2 separate regions of the Mus musculus genome follow, and region 2 is linked to region 1. A link is a contact called in public promoter capture Hi-C data. All regions are on one chromosome and are shown on one strand. Each heading gives the region's core, a stretch centred on a gene start, on an enhancer-like site or on the middle of the called end of the contact. The rest is flanking DNA. Distances are from core to core; before and after follow the strand shown.

Region 1 (6,957 bases), core at 1,116-3,615:
TCCCAAACCAAATCGGGTGGTGTGAAACTTCACACCAGCCTCCCCACATTCCCCTCTGCACTAATTATAAAGGTCAGATCTCCTCTTCTTTGGGGGATTTTCTCTGAAAGCTTTCTTCCTGGGGGCCTCCCTTATTACATTATTCTGTCCAGGATGGCTCTCCCTTACTCTTATCCTGAGCTATCCTGAGCTATCCATTGCAATGAAGTTCTCCAGGCTTTAGGGGAAAGCTTCTGTTTTCCTTCATGTTGTTTCTGGTACATTGTACTGCGGCCTTTGTCGTGCTCCTCCACTGGGAGCCCCTCATGGCAAGGCCCTTTCTCTAATAAACATCATTTCTGAATGGCTGTTATGTGTCCGCTCCTTTGACAAACCAGCCTGCTGTATTGCTCTTCTCTTAACAGTTCTGGGCCACACTGCCTTTAAAAACCAAAGTGTAGTAGTGCATGCCTTTAATCCCAGTACTCAGGGAGGCAGAGGCAGGTGGATCTCTGTGAGTTCAAGGCCAGCCTGGTCTACATAGGGAGTTCTAGGTCAGCCTGGGCTGCACAGTGATACTTTGTCTAGGTGAGTGTGTGTGTGTGTGTGTGTGTGTGTGTGTGTGTGTGTGTGTAGTGGAAAGGGGATAGAGAACCTTATTACATTGTTTGCTTTGTACTTAAAACTGCTACTGACTGAACTTAAAAAACAAAACGCCTATATTTAAATGTTTATAAAGGGGCTAGAGAGATGGCTCAGCAGTTAAGAGCACTGGCTGCTCTTGCAGAGAACCTGGGTTTAATTGCCAGCACCCACATGGTACCTCACACCTGTCAGTGACTCCAGTTCCAGGGCTTCTGACACCCTCACACAGGCATGTATGCAGGCAAAGCAGCAGTGCACATGAGATACAAATAAGCCATAGAAAAATGTCCATATTTAATCTTTGTACCTGTAGCTTTTCAGATGAAGTGAAATGCTAACTATGAAGAAGAAACTTTAGTTCACACTCAGAAAGCTAGAAGAATTTTAGCACGAGGTTGCATAGCAGGGTGACTGCAGAGAGAGTTGTACAGTATATCTCAAAAAGCCAGAAGGAAGGGTTTCCAAAGTTTTCACCCTAAAAAAAAAATAAGAATTTAAAGCGGTAGGTGTGTTTACCTTGATTACAATACATACACAAGTAAAAGCGTCTCATGGTGCCCATTAATGCGTAGAATTTTTGTGTCTATGTCATTTTAACAAGACTATTTACTTATTTATGTGTCTGCCTGTTTGCTTTTTGAGACAGTCTTGCTATGTAGCCCAGGCTGCTCTCTTATGGTGATCCTTCTGCCTTAACCTCCTGAGTGTTGGGATTATAAGTGTGTGCCAGCATACCTGACTTCACCCCGTGGAAAGAGAGGCACCATAGTAGCAGCAAACAACAGCTTTCCACCTGCAGCGGCCGGAGGGGTCTCACCAGAGACCTCTGCTCAGATGAGGCTGTGCTTCTTAACTTTGCCAAAGAAAATAATTTCAGAAGTCAGTGGGAAGCCAAATTTGAGTTAAGAGATGTTAATGTAGATTTAAGCAAGGCTTTAATAGAAACTGCATCGCTAATTGTGTGAGTGAGTGTGTGTGAGTGTGTGCATCTTAAGAGAAAAAAATCACTAAATATCTTACAACGGTCATATACAACACTGGTGGCTTCTGAAGTTAGACTGGTCAAAGGTTTCTAAAAAACCTTGTTTTCGGAGGAAGGGTCTACTTAAGTTTTATGTCTATGGGTGTTTTGCAGGCACTTAAGTTGGTGTACTTCATGTGTGCAGTGTCCAGAGACACCAGAACAGGATGCATTTTAATTGTCAAACGTGTATAAAATCTAGTGAATGACCTTTAACCACTCTCTCTTTTCAAAGGATCTATCTCCAGAATTCTTAGAGCAGAAGGATCAGCAAGACTTTGTCTATCAAGACCTTGTCTACAATACTTTAAGATAGTGTCTTTTTTTTTTTAAGTTTAAAGGAGCTCTTCTCCTTTTCACGAGAGTCCAATAATCACGCATCTGTTTTTATACTCCTAGACCTTAAAAGGGCTTGTAAAACAGGGGCTGCAACTACTGTAGCTCAGTGTCACTTGAGTAACAGGATTTCGTGTACCTCAGTGGTGCACACACTTCTATGATCCGAATCCTAATTTATTGATTTAAGTTGTGAGGCTTATCGCCTCAGCTAGGACCTGAAGACTGAAACCAAATCGGTTCGTTTTAGATCTAGCAGTCAACCGGAACCAAACCTAGACCCACGTAAAAGGAAGTGCAAAGGTACCTGCAACGGTTGTCCAATCAGAGTCGGGGGCGGGACCAGCACTGCACGCCGTGGTGCGCATGCTCGGCGCCCGGCCCGTGGTTGGCTGTAGGAAGGCGGGAAGCTCGAGCTGGTCGGCGGCAGGCGTTGGTACCTGCTGCGGGGCGCTCGCGATTTCGGTCAGCCTGCGGGGTAGGTCTCTGCAGCGGAGGCCCGGGGAGGCGCGTGCGGGGCCTGGTGCAGGATGGCGCGGGTCCCGGGGAGCTGGGCGAGGCGGCGGGAGCGCCCTCGCTGGCTGGGCAGGGGGCAGGGGGGCGGGTCCTGCGGGCCGAGCGATCTCGGAGGCCACGGCCCCCGAGGCCGCCTGGGGCCAGAGAACATCAGGTGTCAGCCAAGAGCTTGTGGAACCATCTAGCACCTCCCCTAGGCGAATTACCCACCCACTAGTTCTCTCTCGCCCTCTCTCCGCTCCTGGTTTCAACAAACAAACAAAAACACACCATTTACATTAATTATGGAGGATTTTGTAGGTAGGTAGATTGGAGTCCCAAAGTCTAAGGGGAATTTACAGTATGAAATGGAAATCTTATTACCCAACGTGGCTGGAAGCCAAAAAGCAGAAATAGCAAGGCCTGTTGCTAGCTGTTGGAGTTTTATTTATTTTCTTGCATCCTAGAAGTTGCCACACCCTCTTCCCCATGTAGTCCAGAGGAAGGCAGAGATTCTGGCTATGATTCTATAATCCCTCTTGTCTTTCCTCTCCTGGGACCTTTGTTGTTTCTGATTTCATAGGATTTTGTGGATTAAACAGGCAACAGTAATTATAAGTAATAATATTACAGAAAGTATTTGAGTACTGTGTGTCAAGCTTTGTTCTGAATTCTTAAATTAATCTCACCGTTGCATAGTCGTATGCTTGAGTGTGATTAAGAGTGAATAAGACACAAGAGGAGACACGGATTTAAGCTAACTGCAGAATCACCTGCTGGGAAGGTCATTGGTGCACAGTTATTAAGGCAAACATGATGTGCTCCAGATATCAGCCTGGGCTGGCCGTTTTCCTTGGGAGACCTAATCTCAGCCGTAGCGTGTTACAAGCCTCAGAAATCGCAGCATTTCAATAGAGCTGCCAAGTGGCTTTACATCTAGGGCCTGTAAAAAAGGTCTCAGCAAAACTAGTTTACAAACCAGCTAGAGCCGGTCGGAGATGGAAGATCTCAAGTTCAGAGCCAGTCTAGGATCTATAGAGAGCCCTTGTCCTAGAAAACAAAACAAACTAGTAAAGATGCTAATATGTTTTGGGAAATAAACTAATTTCTGTAGTTCACCTTTTTAAAAAAAAGATTTATTTTATGTACACTGTAGCTGTCTTCAGACACACCAGAAGAGGGCATCAGATCCCATGACAGATGGTTGTGAGCCACCATGTGGTTGCTGGGAATTGAACTCAGGACCTCTGGAAGAGTAGTCAGTGCTCTTACCCGCTGAGCCATCTCTCCAGCCCCTGTAGTTTACTTTTAAATGCATCAACAAATTAGATCAACAAAGCACCAGTTTCATAATTTGCTTTAAGGTTGTGCTTGTAGTGATGGTTTGTATTTGAAGAAACCACAGAGCATGACGTCCACCCAAATCTTTTAAATGAGTTAAAATTTGCATCAGATAGTTAATGTATTTCATTTTAACATTAATGAAATTGAGAATAGCTTTCAATGCAATGGTGGATATAAAATAATGCCATATTTGAAAATTTATGGCATTTTAGATTTAACAAAATATGATATATTTAACCAGTGTAGTTTGTTATAAAGATAACATTGTCTTTGTGGGAAATTTGAAGTTTGAAAAGAACTCAGAATAAAAATCACATTTTAATCTAACATGCGGAGATAATCAGTGTTAATGTTATAGCACATATTTTGCTGGTCTTATCATGAAATTCATTTATATTTCTTAAAATTTTACTTACACGTTGTGTGTGTGTGTGTTTGTCTATGTGTGTGTGGGTATGCCTGTGCCATGATGCATGTATAAAATTAGAGGACAACTGGTGGGAGTTGGTTCTCTTCTTCCACCACATATATGGATTCCAGAGATTGAATTCAGGCTTCTTGGTCACCAGGCTTGTCTTTACCCACTGAGCCAGCCATCTTGCCAGCCCAACAATTCATTTGTTTTATTTATATAAACCTTATGTATATAGGCCCAAAGAAAAAAATTTTAAAGTTAACGATTTTACATTTGCTTGTTTTGTTTGTGTGTGAGGGTGTGTGTGTGTACTATGATGTGCCAGCAGAGGTCAGAGAACAACTTGTGGAGGTTGGGTCTTCCTTTTTGCCACACCTTAGTCCTGGAGATTAAACAGGTAATCAGACTTGGTGACAAATGCCTTTAACTGCCAGTCCAGTTTACAGGCCCCAAGTAATAATATTATGTAATATTTTTGGTGTCCTTGTAAATGTGACTATGACTTGCTATATTAGACTAAGTGAGAAGGAATATTCTATTTGTGGTACTAATAATTGGCTCTCAGATTTTCAGAGTTTGAAGCCGTGTGTGTGTGTGTGTGTGTGTGTGTGTGTGTGTGTGTGTGTTTCGAGACAGGGTTTCTCTTTGTAGCCCTGGCCATCTTGGAACTAGCTCTGTAGAACTAGCAGAGATCCACCTGCCTCTGCCTCTGCCTCCTGTGTTCTGGCATTAAAGTCGTGTGCCATAGTTACCACCAGCTTGGATTTATATTTTTAGATCAATTTCTAAAGTTTATATCTGTGGGAAACAATGGGACAGATTTTATTGCCTCATGGAAAGTGCCTAGCTAGTGCACATATTTGAGGAGCCTAAGCTGGTAGTTGGGAGGTACAGAATGCTCTAAGGATAAGGTAGAAAAGCATTTCAACCTCATACAGAGGAAGGAGTGGTCAAAGCCCCAAGGAAAAGAGAACATGTCTAGATGGAGGAGCTGCAGTAAAGACTTAGAAGTTTAGGAGTTGGTGAAGACTGTATTCGGTTGTGAGCATGGCGTGTGATGATTTATTCATCTAGTATTTGTTTATGGACAAGTGGTACTAACATACAGAATCATTTAAGCATATTTTTGATACTTTCTTAGAATAAAATTATATTTCTGAATTAATCAAATGATTTTGGTAACTATATGCTTGGCAAGGGTTGCAGTGAAGTACTGACTGCATATATGACACACGTGTGCACGCGCGCGCGCGCACACACACACACACACACACACACACATGCACGCACACACATTCGTAAGAGGGATGTCTCAGCAGGTCTTCGTTATGTGCTGAAATCTTGAAGGAGTAGGCTGGAATGTGAGTGAAGGGATGAACTAGCCAGGGAGAAAGAGCGGTGAAAAGAAAGCAAGCTTCCTTCTTCCATGTCCTTTGTATAAGCTGCCGCTAGAAGGTGTGTTCTTCAAAAGATCTGGATTAAAGGTCTCTATTTCCACTTCAGAATCTCAAGATTAAATGTGGGCTTCCTACTTCCCATGATTTAATTAAGAAAAAAAATTCCTCACAGTTGGACCAGCCACTTGGCTTTTAGTTAATTCTAGATATAGTTAGGTCGACAACCAAGAATCATCATAGTTACCAAGGCAATTTATATACAAAGAACATGCAGTTTGGGCAGTACAGTTCCAGAGGGTTAGAGCTTATGACCACCATGCAGGGGGGGCATGGTAGTAGGCAGGCTGGTGTGTCCCCAGGGGAGCAGTAGCTGAGGACTTCTGGATTTTCATCCACAGAAAGAAAGACAGAGGAATGGGGCTGGCTTTTGAAATAGCCCAGCCTCAATGGAACAGCTCCTCCAATAAGGCCACACCTACTAATCCTGCCCAAGCAGTTCCATCACTCTATTCAATTACATGAGCCTATGAGGACCATTCTTATTCAAACCGTTACAATAATGGTGAAGAAAGCAGACATGATTGTTGTTATCGTGTGTTGTATTTATTTATTTATTTTATTATTTATTTATTTATTTTTCGAGACAGGGTTTCTCTGTGTAGCCCTGGCTGTCCTGGAATTCACTCTGTAGACCAGGCTGGCCTCAAACTCAGAAATCTGCCTGCCTCTGCTTCCTGAGTGCTGGGATTAAAGGCGTGTGCCACCACTGCCTGGCCCATCTTATCTTTTGAGATGGTCTCTCTCTAACCTTGGAGTTTGGCTAGAGCAGCTGGCTAGCCAGCCCTGAGATGCACCTCTCTTTGGCTGTCTGGAGTTCCTGATTCATGCTGTGTCTGCAGTGACTGTTACATGGGTATTGAGTATTCCCAGCTTAGGGCCTCATGTTTGCACATACCACTTTATTTAATGAAGTCTCCCCTACTTCAACTATTTCTCCATTTATAAGACTATTTTCATTTTATATGTATGATTGTTTATCTCCACGTGTGCATGTCTAATCTGTCAGATCTTCTGGGACTGGAGTTACAGAAATGTGCTCTATTCATGTTGATGGATGGTTTCTGTTGTGGTGTTTTTCAGGTTAGTATTGCTGAGGATGAGAAGATCTGCAGCACCAAGTCAGGTGCAGGGAAAGTCCTTTAAAAAAACAAGATTCATACCTCCAGGAAGAAGTAATGCAGATGTGAGTAAGGAGATCACAAAGATGAGTCCAGATCCAAAACTGTTTCAGGTAAATCAAAGAAGGGGGTCAGGATAGGATCTCC
Region 2 (6,823 bases), core at 2,430-4,929, 51 kb after region 1:
GAACTGACCCACCCATATCCTCAGTGCAGGGAATACAGATATGTGCCAAAGACACAGCTTTATTAGGTGCTAAGTAGAGCAAACCTTGGGCTTCTTGCATGTGGGCAAGCAGTCTAAAATCTGAGACTTTGTCTCAGAAGCCACCACTTTCTCCCCCTAAAATCTGATAGAAATAATTAATGATGCTTTATAATTCCATAATATTTAGTGTTCATTGTAATCATAATTACAGGTATTCTTGTATATAACCATTTTTTAAGTCTGCTCCTTTCTCTATAGGAAGAGAGAGAGTTAGGGGAGAGAAGAGCAACTGAGCTCACGCGCCTCACTGGACGTTTTATCCTTAGAAGAACTCAGGAAGTCATCAATAAATATCTCCCGCCTAAGATAGAGAATGTAGTCTTTTGCCGACCAGGAGCATTGCAGATTGAACTTTACCGAAAGCTGCTGCGCTCTCAGTCTGTGAGGTTCTGTTTGCAAGGACTATTGGAAAATAGTGCTCACCTCATCTGCATAGGGGCCCTAAAGAAGCTGTGCAACCACCCTTGCCTCTTGTTCAGCTCTGTGAAGGTGAGTGGCCGAGGGCCGTGTGGCTTGGGAGCCCAGAAGCCTGAGTGCTGGGCCCTGACGTGGGATTTGTGAGGCTGCCCCCCTGTGTGGCTCCCGTGTGGTTCTGTCGTAGAACCACCAGCCTTTGCCGTGGCCTCTCCCTTCCTAATTTATGTTAATATACTCATTTGGTTTTTGTGATACTATAACAGACACAGAACTGAGCATTAAAATAATTTATTTTTCTTTTTATAAAGTTAATACATAACTGTTGCAGAAAATTTGGAAAATTCAGAAAACCCACAAAAAGAAAATTAACAACTGGTGTGGAGCTGTGGGAGGTAGAGGGAGAATTGCCTTGATCTTGAGGTTGGCCTGGGCTACAGAGTAAGATTCTGTTGCAGAACAGAAACAAAAATAAAAATAAAAATCATTATACAGTCTCCAACTGGCAGAACCACATTTTGGTATATTATTAATAGTACTAGCTAATAGTTATTAAGTATTTTCTGTATACCAAAAATAAAGTGCTTTTCTGGTTTTATTCTTTATGCAAGTATCTGGAATAAGTACTATTACTGTCATCTATTTTTGTTAAGAGAGGGTCTTGCTGTTTTGTGTAGGTTAGTATTATCTTACTGGGTTCTTTAACGAATCCCCCGCTTCAGACTTCAGAATAACCAGGACAGGAAGTACCTTCCACTGTGCTTAGCTTCTGTTCCTAGTTTTGTGGTACACGACTTTAATCTCAATACTCGGGAGGTAGAGGCAGAGGCAGAGGCAGGCAAGACTCTGAATTTTAGGCCAGCCTGGTCTATAGAATAAGTTCCAAGACAGCCTGGGCTAAACTGAGAAACTCAGAAAGGCGGGAGGGTTGGGGGGATCAAACAAACAAAATAGGGATTCAGAGATATTTATGTGTAGCCTTTTTCTTGAACATTTCCCAAATTATATTCTGTCTATAGGTGTGAGTTTGAATGATGACATAGTTGAGTCAGCTGTTTGCATATTTAATATCATAAAGCAGTCTGTGGCATGGTAAGGAGTTTTGAGATTAGAACTGCTATCAGCTCCTTAAATTGGACCTGTTGTTCTTCTGAGAGCGTCTCCTGCAGCTCAGCTTGGCCGTGATGTCCATATGCAGCTGAGCCTGACCCTGGGTTCCGATTCTACTTTCCTGACTTGCCAGCAGCTAGGATTGTAGGTGTGCACAACAGTTCCCAGGTCTAATGCTTTAACTTTTGGCAAAGTTTGTACTTAAGCTGTATCTATAAGCATTGGTTGTCTTGTCTGGAATGCAGAGCTAACAATGACATCGTTGTTTAACAAGAAATGATGGGAAGAACCTAGTAATTCTTCCATGCCTAGTTAAAGAAATTGCACAGTAACCGTTAATGATATTTCCCTGCTCATCATGGAAAACTTGTATTCAATTATTTAGACAGTAAAACCAAAATATGCTCACAAATAACCTTCCCAAACAAAAGCTGTGGGTGCTAACTTATATATGAGATCATTAATTATAATAGAGTGTTGGGACAAAGTTCTCCAAGTTTATCCTATAGTGGATCCTATTTACTTAGTTTATTATGGGAGTGAGCTTTGTGTAACTACAGAAAGCTGGATTATAACAATTTATTAAGCAACTTTTAAAGAAACAGGTTCTATATACAGTGGTAACAATTAAACCCTTTGGGCATGAAGTTCTACAGATATTTAATCAAGTGACTTTACCTAGGCATTGTTTTTTCCTTGTTGAAAGCCAAATTACAATTAAATATGTACCCAGAAAGGTTTGTCCAGTACTACTAAAAAAGGAATATAAGGGGAGTTTAAAATGTAGTTAGCTGCTCAGGTAAATAAGGTCAAAGATGAATATAGTGTGCATAAAAACCAAACCAAAACAAACCTGTCCAGTAGTGTTGGCTCATGCCTTTAATTTCAGCACTCAAGAAGCAGAGACAGGTGATCTCTGAGTTCAAGGCCAGTTTAGACTTCATAGAGAGCTGCAGGCCAGCCTGGTGTCTAGGGTGAGACTCTGAAAGAGGAAAGGGCTCTGAATGAGTCGATGATTTTTGCATCAGGCCCCCAGTTCTTTTTCGACCTGAGATAACAGCAGAAAAGGAAGAAGTCTTTCAGGCAGGCAGTGCTGTAGGTTAACAAAGTTCCAGAAAAGGAGAGGATCCTTCAACTTGGGAGAGGAGAGAGACTCGCCAGTCCTGACCATTTACCCCAACAGGGGTTGTCATCAGGGTCACTCTAAATTCATCTATTTCTATGTCAACTAGGCATTTTAAAGAAAGAATTTCAGAGGTGCCTATAATCATTTTGGAATAAAAGTAATTGGAGTTAAAATGGGGACCCTGGGTTCAATATCCAGCATATCCCTCCACCACAAATTCTAGTTATATAAGCACACTGTGTTATAAGATTTCTCTAGTAGCCTTTTGATGACATCATTACTTCTTATGAAGAAACTGATATGACTTATGACTCAGGCAACTTGTCTAGTTTTGGTTTGTCATCTGGAAAATGTAATGAGCCACTTACAAATCAAGAGAAAAAGTAGTAGGAGAGGAGACAGTGAAAAGGAGAGAGAGTATTGATGAGGATGCCAGGGAGTGAGGGTATTGATAGGAAGTGCCAGGGAGTGAGGGTATTGATAGGGAGTGACAGGGAGTGAGGGTATTGATAGGGAGTGACAGGGAGTGAGGGTATTGATAGGGGAGTGCCAGGGAGTTAGGGTATTGATAGGGAGTGATAGGGGAGTGACAGGAAGTGAGGATATTGATAGGGGAGTGACAGGGCTTTGGAAAGGCCTATGAACTGTGCAGGGAGCATGGGACTGCTTGAAAAGTGGTAATTGTGACCTACAAAGATTTCCTTCACAGTTGGCTTGGAAGTAAATCCCCTGTAAGTTTTGCTCCTTACTTATTAAAACAGTAAATGTGAACGCATATTAACTCATATTTGAACAGGGCAAAGAATTTAGCTCAAGTTGTGAGGAAAATGAAGAAAGAAATCTATGCCAAGGCTTGCTGTCTGTGTTCCCTGCTGGCTACAACCCTCTGCAGTTCTCTGAGGAAGAGTCAGGAAAACTACAGGTGTTAGTCAAGCTCCTGGCAGTGATCCATGAACTTCGTCCCACTGAGAAGTAAGCCAGCGTCTAGCCATTCTGCTGCCGTCTGTCCCTGCCCTGCCTCCACAGTCTCTCGGGGACTTAGGGCCTTTGCTTTACTTTCTCCAAAGAATCAATTTTTGCAAGTCCTCTAGTCACATGGAGGTGAGACCTGGGCTTCTGTGTACTGATGCTCTACAGTCTTTGCTTCTGAGGAGCCTCAGTGAGATTTTACAGTGTTTGGGCTGGTGAGATTGCTCTGCGGTTGAGAACATACTCCTTTCCAGAGGACCTGAGTTTGGTTTCCAGAACCCATACCGGGTCCCTGCAGGGGAATCTGACATCCTCTTCTGGCCCCTGTGGGGACCTGTACTCAACATGTGTGTATGTACACACACACACACACACACACACACACACACACACACACACACACACACACGATTAACACTGAAAAGGCTGTGAGGTGTGAACACTCTGTGTTGATTGCTGCTGGAGCCCATTCTGTGTCTATTTCTTTTCCTGCTGCTCTTTTAAGGCAGCCAGCCCCTGTCTTACTTTTCTCCTTTTACTTTTGCATATAAACATTTCCTTGTTTATTTGATAGAGTTTGAAATTTTTTTTCTTGTATTTTGTTTACTGTGCTCCTTTTTAGGGTGACATCAGAGATGAGGGAGGCAAGGTCTTTGTTCTAGCATCTTAAGACTGGAAGTTTAGATAAGGACTTCAAAGGAGAAGGGAGGAGTCCCTGTGGTTAGTTGTTCAATGCTGCCACTGTGATATCAGGGTTACTATTGTCCTTCACATAGAAAACAATCCAGGCTACTGCTTTAAAACATAATGTAATGACGTTTTGTTTTTGGTTGACAGAGTGATTTTGGTATCCAACTACAGACAAACCTTGAATGTTCTAGAAGAAGTATGTAAGCGTCATGGATATGCTTGTGCAAGACTTGATGGCCAAACACCAGTCTCTCAAAGGCAGCACATTGTTGATAGTTTCAATAGTAAATACTCTACTGATTTTATTTTTTTATTAAGTTCAAAAGCTGGTGGTGTGGGACTTAATCTCATTGGAGGATCTCACTTAATTCTCTATGATATCGATTGGAACCCAGCTACTGATATCCAGGTAGGACTATGCATTAAGATGACACTATGAACGTCCAGAAGCACAGCTGTGATGATGGTGTGTTAATAGCTGTTGTGTTGGGCTCTGGTTTTGTACCCAGTGCTCTGCTGCGTGCTTTCCACTCACTGTCTGTTTAATCTTCACAGCATCTCCCATATGGATATTAGTAGCCTATGTTTTCTACATGTGGAGAGATTTGTTCTCCTTCCAGTGTGAGAATTCAAACCCAAGCTTCAGGTCACACTGTACAGCTAACTTGCAGGGTGTTCATGACCACTGGGGATGACAGTTGTGGAGCCATGATTGACTCGTGGAGGTTGCAGTAAGACTACAACATTAATTTCGTTAGGAAACTTTGTGGAGAAGACCAGGGTTTTTCAGTGTACAGACTACTCTTATGTTTTCTTAAGGTTTTAACAGATAGATTTCTACCTCAGTTGGCATTTCATTAAGGGATCCCGAGACAGCCATGGAGTTTGTGACTTACTAGGCCTCCGAGAACGGAGGAAAGCACCTGTGCTCATTCAATGTTTTACACGGACACTAAAATCAGCAAACACATAAGGCAGGGATCAGGAGGGACGAGGCACGAACTCCATCCCCTCTCCACTCAGAGCTTTATAAACAGTAGTTAATTCTCAGCACCAGTGAGGGACAGTGCCAGCTAAAGGACTTCACCCAAGGTTTGGTGTCCAGAGCTTCTGCTGCGAGCTGGTTCTGTAACATTAGTGCCTCCACGACAGCCTGATGAGTCCTTCGATCGTCTTCCCTCCAGAGGTCAGAGTCACACCACATGAAGCTGGGTGTGATGGTCAGCCTGAGGAGAGATGAAGGATGATGGTAGACATACAACTGCACTGAGTGTGGGCGGGCGGACACAAAGACCTACGTTTCAGTAGGACAGAGGAGTTGGGGGAGGGGAGTAACCTGACCTCAGGATCCCCGGCTGCCTGCGGGCAGAGCAGAGACAGGCCTTTAATGATTCTTAGGTGGTTTTGGGAGGGGCACTCTTTAAAATTTTTATCTCATAAGTTCGGGGATTTTCTTCTGTGAGCTTTAGATCAGTGGGTAGTTTGTGTGATAGAAATTGATGGCCAAGAGTGCTGGCATTATTCTGTGCCTGGTGGGGTTTTCCATTTTGGTAAGGTAGGGATAAGGGAAAGCTACATGCACACATTGTCAGTAAGAGGGGGAGGTAGTAACAGGCTTCACGGATTAAGGGCATTGGAAGCAGCCGTTCTGGGAGAGTGGGCAAGGTATAAATACCAACCCTGTGCTGCCCAGGATCACTTTAATCCTTAAACTAGAGGGAGCCTACAGTGATTGCAGACAGCGTAAGGGATTTTCAAGGGTGAACTATTGGCTGCTGGGACCTTGCATGCCCAGGCTGTGCTTTGCTTCTTGGCTGTCTAAATTTGCCTTCATGTTTTATCAAGATACCCATCTCACTGTTGCATGGCACTGCTGCGCTCCTTCACATGCCTCTATGAGTGCTAGTCTCCCTCTCTGAACCCAGGGCAAGGATGTAAAGAGGGTACATTGTGTGTGTGTGTGTGTATACGCCACTGTGTGCCATGGCATGTCTGTGGAGGTCAGAGGACCTCCTGTAGGACCTATGTAGGAGCTGGCTCTCTTACAACGTAGGTTCTAGGCCTCAGACTGGCCTGCCAGGCTGCTGCTCTTACCTCTCAGCATCGTGCTGGCAGTGAAATCCAGAATTCCCAATGGTACAGTATATTCCTGCAGATTGCTGATGTGGCAAGGGCCATTGTTTTCTATTGTATTCATAACTCTTCTTTTGTCTAGGCCATGTCTAGAGTATGGAGAGATGGTCAGAAGCATCCTGTACATATTTACAGACTCCTGACTACAGGTAAAAAAACCTTCACCTGACAAAAATGTAGCTCCTTAAAATTGTTTTGTTGTTAGTTTGTGCTTCAACATCTGAACATCTGGAATGTATTCTTTTATCAGATAATAAGTAATAAACATGTTTTACCAAACACAAATAATAGACACAAGAA

What was found. Promoter capture Hi-C pulls out the DNA fragments that hold promoters and counts their contacts.
Region 2: a contact with region 1 is called in a promoter capture Hi-C map of liver. The contact joins the enhancer-like site here to the promoter of Rad54b in region 1. A contact is called at or near these places in 11 of 39 promoter capture datasets (the 3T3-L1 cell line, 3T3-L1-derived adipocytes, the C10 cell line and 6 more), 3 of 15 datasets of contacts at CTCF or cohesin (the G1E-ER4 cell line, embryonic stem cells and pro-B cells), 77 of 484 Hi-C or Micro-C datasets (3T3-L1-derived adipocytes, B cells, the Ba/F3 cell line and 36 more), 12 of 115 datasets of contacts at active chromatin or transcription factors (CD8 T cells, the SCID.adh cell line, astrocytes and 5 more) and 4 of 9 other capture datasets (adipose tissue, embryonic stem cells, liver and 1 more).

What each region holds. Positions count from the first base shown.
Region 1 is chr4:11,556,555-11,563,511 of GRCm38.p6, forward strand. It overlaps Rad54b (RAD54 homolog B (S. cerevisiae)), which reads left to right and starts at 2,366. Exons shown (of 15, transcript NM_001039556.3): 1 at 2,366-2,459; 2 at 6,773-6,923. The coding sequence starts at 6,789. It overlaps LOC115489931 (predicted GPI-anchored protein 58), which reads right to left and starts at 3,265. Exons shown (of 3, transcript XM_030253962.1): 1 at 3,250-3,265; 2 at 2,289-2,738. The coding sequence starts at 3,265. Gm35693 (a long non-coding RNA gene) reads right to left here and starts at 2,272. Exons shown (of 3, transcript XR_390401.4): 1 at 2,121-2,272; 2 at 1,360-1,477; 3 at 898-1,099.
Region 2 is chr4:11,605,767-11,612,589 of GRCm38.p6, forward strand. Rad54b (RAD54 homolog B (S. cerevisiae)) reads left to right here. Exons shown (of 15, transcript NM_001039556.3): 10 at 280-570; 11 at 3,528-3,703; 12 at 4,538-4,799; 13 at 6,606-6,672. It overlaps Gm11832 (predicted gene 11832), which reads right to left. Exons shown (of 3, transcript NR_166636.1): 2 at 6,485-6,612; 3 at 5,372-5,616. Among named protein-coding and RNA genes, the nearest start is that of Gm11832, 5.8 kb to the right of the region's middle. Within about 2 kb of position 3,680, at least 33 of the 459 cell types and tissues checked have an H3K27ac peak or open chromatin away from gene starts, as enhancers often do. A contact at or near this core is called in the G1E-ER4 cell line, Th1 cells, Th2 cells and 6 more, where this site is marked.